Linked DNA regions of Mus musculus: region 1 is linked to region 2. Evidence: chromatin contacts called from public capture Hi-C data. All regions are on one chromosome and are shown on one strand. Each heading gives the region's core, a stretch centred on a gene start, on an enhancer-like site or on the middle of the called end of the contact. The rest is flanking DNA. Distances are from core to core; before and after follow the strand shown. Region 1 holds the start of Prss50 (protease, serine 50). Region 2 holds the start of Pth1r (parathyroid hormone 1 receptor).

Region 1 (4,083 bases), core at 585-3,084, 120 kb after region 2:
GGATCAAGAGACAGATTGGCGACCTGAAGTTTACCAGCATGGCTGTCCCCTCCTTCCTGAGCCCATTCATCCTCACTGGCTACATTCTGCTGGTATCCTTGGGCTCCCTGTGGCTCTTGTGAGCTGTGTTTCTATAACAGCCACTCCCAGAGGCTACTTTTCCCTCCTCTCTGCTCCGCCCTCAGAAGACGTGGACACCGGAGGCTGAACAGGACTTCAGGACAGAGGGACTTGGGGAAGGGTCCTTGACCCACTGTGGGTTTTGTTCCCCAGTTGTTCAATGAAGATGCTCTTGAACCTTTTTGAGCCATCTGAAGTTACCATGTTCTTGACTTTGACCAAAACCCTTTAGAGCACCTCCCTCATAAAACTTGACTGTTTCTCAAGCTGTGCCTTCTCTGATATTCTTACTCCACGTCTGTCAGAGGTGCGTTGTGCGATCCTGGAGGTTGTTCCCTTGTTTCCCTTAGAATTTCCTCTTTTTTTTTTTTTTTTTAAAAATTACATTTATGTGCGTGCATGGGGGCAAGAGTGGCAGATTTCCCCTAGAGCTGGAGTAGCAAGTGGTTATGGGCCATCAGGTGTGGCTCCTGGGAATCAAACTCAGGTCTTCTGAAAGAGCAGCACACACTTTTAACCACTGGTACAGCTATCCAGCCTGTAGCTTTCACTCTTGCTGACTGGGACTTGAAGTCCCTGCTCTGTGAACCTAGCAGTTCAGTGGCTCCCATATTCCCAAGGCCCCCTCCCTGTGTCTTCCTGTAAGAACTAACTTCCTTCTAGGAGACTTCCTAAGGTCAGATGAGAGACTTGACTCTACCATCTGTGTTCTGCTGCCTTCATGTCTCTGCCAACCCCTAACTTTCCCCTGAGGGGGGGGGGGGTTCCTGATCCCAGCCAGTTCCTCCTCTGTTGCTGGCAGGGGTGAGTGATGTAGGTCCCTGCTTGGAGATTGTGAAGTGACTGTATCCGGGCCTCCTGGTGTGCTTCAGTGACTCCATCAGTGACCTCGGGTCTGCTGGCTAAGAGCGACAGTTCCCCTTCCTCCACCAGGAAGCAGAAATGTGGCAGCAGTGATTGCTTTTGTTCTCCCAGATAGGAACATGAAATCGTCTGCTCAGGTGTCTCTCCCAAGAACCAAGACCTTGATAAGAACAGACTTTGTCTCTTAAGCTAAAAATATACAATTCCTTGCACCAAGGCTCCCAGGAGTTGAGTACATTACTTTTTAAATGTTATTAACTATGTTGCTGAGTCATTAACATGTTCCTCAAAAGCCCAAACATAGTGAACTCCTATTCTCACCGTTGACCGATGGACACTGCACTTCTCCCTTATGGCTCCCACTGCGAGTAAGTGGCTCTAGAGAGCACATTGCTTCAAATATTTCAGCCTTTAAAAATTGTCATTGAAGCCAAGCTTGGCGACTCATACCTATTTCCCAGCACTTGGGAGGCCAAGGTAGAATTGCTGTGAGTTCGAGACCAGCCTAACGAACACATTACTTTGCTTCATCAGTGCCCTGAGACAACGGCCTGCGCTGTTAGCATTCAAGGAGGAAGGCATGGATGCCGGCAGAGGAGGGTAGGGGTATCGACACGTCGGGGATGGCCTTCCTCTCGCTGCTGCGGCTGCTGGTGGAGAAAGCACGGAAGCTTAGAAATTAGCTGAGGCGAGGCATAGGGACCCAGAGAAAGGGCCCAGGAGTCTGAGGAAAGACACAAGGCAGACACTCCTTGCGCGCCTTTAGCGGGAGCGCCCCAGCGAATGGCATCTAGGGGGCGCCACGCAGGCTGGGCACCAGCGCACCATGAGGCGCCCGATGGAGGGCGCCATTGTGGAGGAACCTAGCGGCGCAATGGAGCCCTGGTGCGGGGCAGAGGTCCGTGGGCAGGGCCCTCAGGGTCCCCGTGTGCCTGGGGCTTCCCGCTCCCGCTCCCGCGCCCTTCTCCTGCTGTTGCTGCTGCTGCTGCTGCTCCTGCCTCGGCGGCCGGCAGGTGAGCGCATCCGCCCCCGACGCCCTCCCCGGCACGCCCACCCGCGGCCACCTCTGACTCGCTGGAGACCTTCCACAGGCTACTTGGCCGCAGGAGCATCCCCGGGGACGCTGTCCACCACCGTCCCGACCGGACCCGGGGTCTCCTGTGGCTCCAGAGGCATCTGTCCCTCAGGCAGGCTTCGCCTTCCTCGGCAAGCCCAGACTAACCAGACCACGACGGCTCCACCGAACTCACAGACCATGGCTCCACTGAAAACGGTGGGGACTCTCGGCATGATGGACACTACTGGGTCCGTTCTTAAGACGGTTCATTCCAGCAACCTCCCCTGTGAGTACTGGGCAGGGGAGGTCAGGGAATTCTGACGGATTTTTTGATCTCTAGGGTCAAAGGGTCGAGGTATCAAGGACCCAAAGGAAGAGTAGATAGAAGGAAAAGCAGAAGGGAACGTCCCTGTACAAGTGTTTATTGAGCATGTGGGGTGGGCCAGGCCTTGGGCCTGCCTTCAGGGTCCTTTGCTTATGGGCCTTCCATCCTGGTGATGGGGGCAGGCTGAGGAAAGTCAAAGCTCGTGCTGGAAATGCTGAGTTTGGGGGTGCTGTCGGGGTACTCAGAGCTGGCTGCTGGCCAGATGCCTCTCTGGCCACTGCAGGTCCTCCTTTGATCTAGCTTGCCCCTGTCTCAGGTTTCCATCCGGGAACCCACAGTGTAACTCCAAGAGGCCTGTGTGAGACTTCTTGTGGGGTCTGCAGAGCACACCTGGTGTTTTAATTTTCTTGCTGTTTGGTGTGATAGAGCCACTTGGGGGTGGGGACTTTATTTTCCTTAAGTTTCCAGGTCACAGTCCATCACTGAGGAAAGCCAGGGTGAGAACCTGGAGCAGAAACTATGGAGGAGGGCTGCTTGCTGTCACACTCACTCACGGGACCGTGCTTAGCTTGATTTCTCATATAGCCCAGGCCCACCTGCCTAGGGATAGTGCCACTCCACAGAGGGCTGTGCCATCCAGCATAATTAATAATCAAGACAACCCTCACCCCGCCCCCAACGAATTACCCATAGGCCAATCTCATTTAGACAATTTATCAGTGTAGGCTTTTCTTTCCCATGTGTCAAGCTGGCAATTAAACTTAACCAGTATACTTTCACATAAACAATTGTCTGTGGTTGAGACCCACATAAGAGATAGTTATTATCCTAGCATTCAAGGCAGCCGCTTTAACTGCCTCAGAAAGTATAGCAGGGTGCATCAAGGTACTGTGTGTGGCACATGCTGATAGTCCCTTGGCTGAGTATCTTTTTAAATGCTGTGGTGGGCTGGGGGAGATAATCACTCAGTGGGTAAGAGAGCTCTTACCATGCAAACAGGAGGGCCTGAGTTTAAGGCCTATGAGTGGGTGTGGTCCCATGCTCCAGTAACTCAGCATTTTGGGAACAGGCATAGGGGAATGGGGAGCAGAGACATTAGATTGCAGGGACCCCAGCACCCTGCTGAGAAAGCTGCCTGTCTAGCTTCTGGTTCAGTGAGAGATGCTTTATCAAGAGACTAACAGAACAACGAGGACACTGGAAATCCTCCTCTGGCCTCCACTTGCACACAGGAGTGTGTGTAAACCCATCCACACATGAATAGCACCAGGCTCTAATCCCATCCAGCACTACAAATGAACAGATAAATACATAAAAATTACATAAACATGCCAGCCATGGCCCATTTACTTGGTTTCACAATCCACTGATTTGTTTAGAACATACTTAAGTGGAAATAACTGGGCAGCTAGATATGGTTATCTTCAATTTCTTTTATTTTTATGCATATAGTACTTTGCATGCATGTATCTGTACTACCTATGTGACTGGTACCTCTACAAGCCAGAAGAGGATACCATATTCCCTCAAATGGAGCTATGTATGGTTGTGAGCCACCAGGTGCATGCTGGGAACCCAACTCCTCTGCTTCTGCTTGGGAGAGCACCTAGTGCTCTGCTCTGCTCCTCTCCTCTCCTCTCCTCTCCTCTCCTCTCCTCTCCTCTCCTCTCCTCTCCTCTCCTCTCCTCTCTTTTCCTCTCCTCTCTTCCTTCTCTTC
Region 2 (3,848 bases), core at 119-2,618:
CCTTGGTCAGGGGTGGAGTACGGGGTGGGGGGCAACAAGACCTCAAAGTCAGGCACAAAAACTGATTCAAGAATAGGTTAGGCACTTGGGATGGGACCACTAAGGGAATGAGAGGACAGAAAATCTCCCCTCTCTGAGAAATGGCTAACAGACCCTAGCCCAAGATGAGGTCGAGTTCCAGCTTTCTAGTTGTCTTCTGTTCTGAGTCTCTTTCCGCTGGGGTCCAGAGCTCTCATCCTAACCCCTTTCTTTGTCTGTCTGGCCCTCTCCACTAGTCTGTTTCTTGGTATTCACCCTCAGACCACGCACAGTACCCCCCAAAGATCAGCACACTCATGTCCCACAGCACATATCTTCTGCAAGGTGTGCTATGAGATCAGTGTCTTTTGGAAGACCTCTGTACCACACCCACCTCCCTGGGCAAACCGATTTCCACTTTGGGTAAAGCGGTCCCATTCATGCATACATCTGTGCATCTGTAGGATCCAGAGAACTGAGGAGGGCTCTAAATCCTACCCTCAAGTCTAAGTGATTTCTGACTTCTTGCACACAGCTTTGAGCACCGGGTGCAAACAAAACTTGCAAAAACGGAGCTCCCCCCGCCCCCAGCGCAGTGTGTGATACTCCACACCCAGAACCCGCTGAATCGCACAGTTACCACTGAAAAAGATACATACGACCAGAGCCATATGCTCACAGAAGCATGGTGTAGGGGAACTCCAACCACAGGTTTCCAGACCCAGGACCCCAAGCCAAGTCTTCAGAAGTGGGGAAACTTCAGGCATCTGGAACCTACGGTAAGACACCCCAAACAGAGCAGACACCAGGGTTCCTGGTTCATGGCTGGGGGGGTGGGGGCTCGGAGGTCCCATCCCAAAGTTCAGACTATAAGGAGAGCCCAAGAATTTGTGCCTACACTCGTCCCAGGAACCCCAAAGCAATTCCAGGAGTCCTGTGTTGGAGTGTGGACGGAGAGAGACTTACCAGCGCATATGCGGAGCTGAGCACTGGGCAGCAGAGAAGGAGCGCCAGGCTGGGTGCGATCCGGGCGGTCCCCATCGCCACCGCCTAGGGCCGCGTCCCTCGGGGCAGCCGCCGCCGGCCCTGGTGATGGTTGGAGGGTGCAGAGCTGCGTCAGGCCGGGCCGCCCCGCCCACGCCCCGGCCTAGGGGACCCCGGCGTCCGGGCGGCCGGAGGCCCCGGAGCCCGACGCGGGGCCCATTCGCCGAGGGCGAGCGAGAGAACGAACCGGCGCAATGGAGAGAGGGAGGGCGGAGGGAGGGAGGCAGCCTGAGGCCGGGCGGGCGGCGGGCGGGCGCCGAGCGCTGCTGAGCGGCCTGTCTGCCTCGGAGCGGAGAAATCACATCCATATGGCTGGGCCCCCCGCCCCCGGCCCGCCCCCCGCTCCCCTCCCGCGCCGCCTTTTCTTTCTTTCTTTCTCTCTGTCTTTTTTCTCCCCCCTCTTTGGGGGAACTGGGAGCCGTGGCTTCGCTCCACGCCCAGTGGGGGAGGGGCGGGGGAGGGGTCGGGGTCGCGGTCTGCGGGGGGCGACCAGGCTGTTATTTTTAGCTCCGCGGCAGTGGGCAACAGGGGAGTCGGGGCGGGGCAGGGGGCGCGTTTTGAGTTGCGCGGGGCGTGCAACTAGGGGATGCCATCCTGACTTTTGCAACCACACTGAGCCCTTCGGCGTTTCTGCCGCCAGCTCCCGGCTCTCCCGCGGCATCGTGGCCGGCTCCCCGTCTCAGTCTGGACCCCCGTGACCTTGTTGCTCACCCCCTGCACCCCATTTCCCATCTTCCGAACCCGCGCTGCGTGCGCCCGAGCGGCACGGGCGTTTCTGCTGCCCCGACGCTGAGGCTGCCTGTCTGCTTGTCAGTCGGTCCTTTGCTACCGTCCACCCACCACCCACCCTCCCCGCGCTCCCCGGCTTTGGCCTCTGCTATTCCAACGGCCCCAAGCTCGGTTTCGGTCACTCCCTCGCTCCCCCCTCCCCTCCTCTACGAAAACATTTGCAAGTTTCCAAAAAAGCCACCGAACTGAGCGGCAGCGGGGCTGGCGACTCCACAGGGCTCCGAGGAGGCGCCGCAGACTGACACGGAGACGGGGCAGCCGGGCCCGCCCTGGCCGGGCCCCGAGTCCCCTCCTGCCCGACTCCGGCCTCCCGCGCCCCGCGCGCCCGACCCCCCACCCCCATCCCCCAAGCCCCGACTTACTCCGAGCTCGCCGCCGCGGCCCCCGCCTTGCCATGAATGTCGGGGCCCCCCCGACAGCCTCCCCAAGCCAGCGCCCCGTCCGCAGCCCCGGGGGGACTTCATGGAGCTCTCGGGATCCCCCCCTGGCCTGCCTGGCCTCCAGAGCCCCCCGCCCGGCCGCTGCTCCGAGACGCCGCCCGCCTTGCGCGTCCCTCGCCTCGGCGTCTGCTGCTCCCCTCCCCCCACGGCCCGGAGCCTCTTCCCCCCCCCCTCCGCGCCCTCCCCGGGCCTCCTCCGCCCCTGCCCCCGCCACTGCCTCTCAGGCGGGTGTGTGCAGGACAGAGCCGAGCCCGCTGTCCCCCATCCCGGGACATCTCTCCAGAGACCCTGCCCCGGGTCTTTCAGCAGAAGGATAAGTGTTGCGGGGACGCAGTCTAGGGAGCTCTGACATCGGGACCTGAGAACCGTGGCTGGGACGTTGTCTCGCTTTTGCTTTATTCTTTCCTTTGGGAAAGCACAGACCACCCACCCACTACCCCGATCTTCCGGCCCTTGCTGATGAGCGGGCGGCCACACGAGAGGAGCCACTGGGGAAGCCTCCTGGTATTTCTCGCGCCGTGGGCCGCGGCGCTGCCCGTGTACCCATGGGGTTCCTGGTCTGGCTATGTGGGGACCCTGGGGAAGCTGCTCCGCCTCCAGCTAGAACCAGGCTATGCAGCCAACGCCCTCGAGTCCTGCCCCGCCCTAGACTGGTCCTTCATCCCCTGTCCCACTCCTAGTCCTGGGGTCTAGCGGATCGGAGACTCTGGTGGTGCTCCTTGGTCTGGACCTTCGTTGGACTCCCGGTTTAGAGGGGTTCCTTTTCCATTCCAGGTATTTTAAGATGTCTCAACCTATTCAGCTGCTTTCTAGGCATCCCTGGTTCTTCGATCTAGCCCCAATTCGGGCAATTCGAGACTACAAGACTCGGGTTCAGCTAGGACACCTATTCTTGTTCTTCACCTCCCTCCATCATGTTATCCTCCAAATGCTGGTGGCTGTCTTGAGACTCTTGACTTGGGGAAAGTGAGAGAGATGGGAGCTCGTGATGGGAATGGAGTTTATGGACTCCACGCTGGACACCAGAGTTCTAGACTTTGGACTTCCAAGCCTACCATCTCCCTGAGCATCAGGTATCAGAGAAAGTCGAGAATGCTTAAACAGAGAGCTAACGGAAGGCCTGTTGAAGGAAGCCATTTTAAGCGTGGTGACCTGAAAATACCACCAGGTTAAATGGCATCCTTGCTTGGTCACTTACCAATTGTGTGTCCTGCCCACTAGGACTCTCCCGGTATCCTGGTCTCAGTCTTCTCATCTGTAAAATAGGGGAGATGTCCACTTGACTCAAGGGTCCTTGAGGGTTTGTGCAAACCCATGCATTCCAGGGGTTTGTCACAAAATTTTATGCAAATGAGCTCAGCGTCCCCCATCTCTCCACTTCAAGGATGGCCCCACACCTCAGTGACAATGGGTCCTGAGGTCTGCTTTGTCTTCCTCAAACATTTCTTCTGCCATACCCCTCTTCTGTGCCCACTGCTCTTGAGGTTCTTGTCCTGGTATTCAAAGACTGCTGCTTCCGTCAGAATGACTGTCCACAGCAGGTCCAGCCGGCTAGAC

What was found. Capture Hi-C pulls out chosen DNA fragments and counts their contacts.
Region 1: a contact with region 2 is called in a capture Hi-C map of macrophages, with 4 times the contacts expected there. The contact joins the promoter of Prss50 here to the promoter of Pth1r in region 2. A contact is called at or near these places in 20 of 39 promoter capture datasets (the 3T3-L1 cell line, the C10 cell line, the HPC-7 cell line and 10 more), 9 of 484 Hi-C or Micro-C datasets (the AML12 cell line, the G1E-ER4 cell line, Th1 cells and 3 more), 5 of 115 datasets of contacts at active chromatin or transcription factors (bone marrow-derived macrophages, embryonic stem cells, fetal liver and 2 more) and 6 of 9 other capture datasets (adipose tissue, bone marrow-derived macrophages, embryonic stem cells and 3 more).

Annotation. Positions count from the first base shown.
Region 1 is chr9:110,856,133-110,860,215 of GRCm38.p6, forward strand. Prss50 (protease, serine 50) reads left to right here and starts at 1,835. Exons shown (of 5, transcript NM_146227.4): 1 at 1,835-2,327. The coding sequence starts at 1,859. Prss46 (protease, serine 46) reads left to right here. Exons shown (of 5, transcript NM_183103.2): 5 at 1-390. The coding sequence ends at 122.
Region 2 is chr9:110,741,242-110,745,089 of GRCm38.p6, forward strand. It overlaps Pth1r (parathyroid hormone 1 receptor), which reads right to left and starts at 1,369. Exons shown (of 14, transcript NM_001083936.1): 1 at 985-1,369. The coding sequence starts at 1,059. Gm35775 (a long non-coding RNA gene) reads right to left here and starts at 561. Exons shown (of 2, transcript XR_379891.3): 1 at 1-561.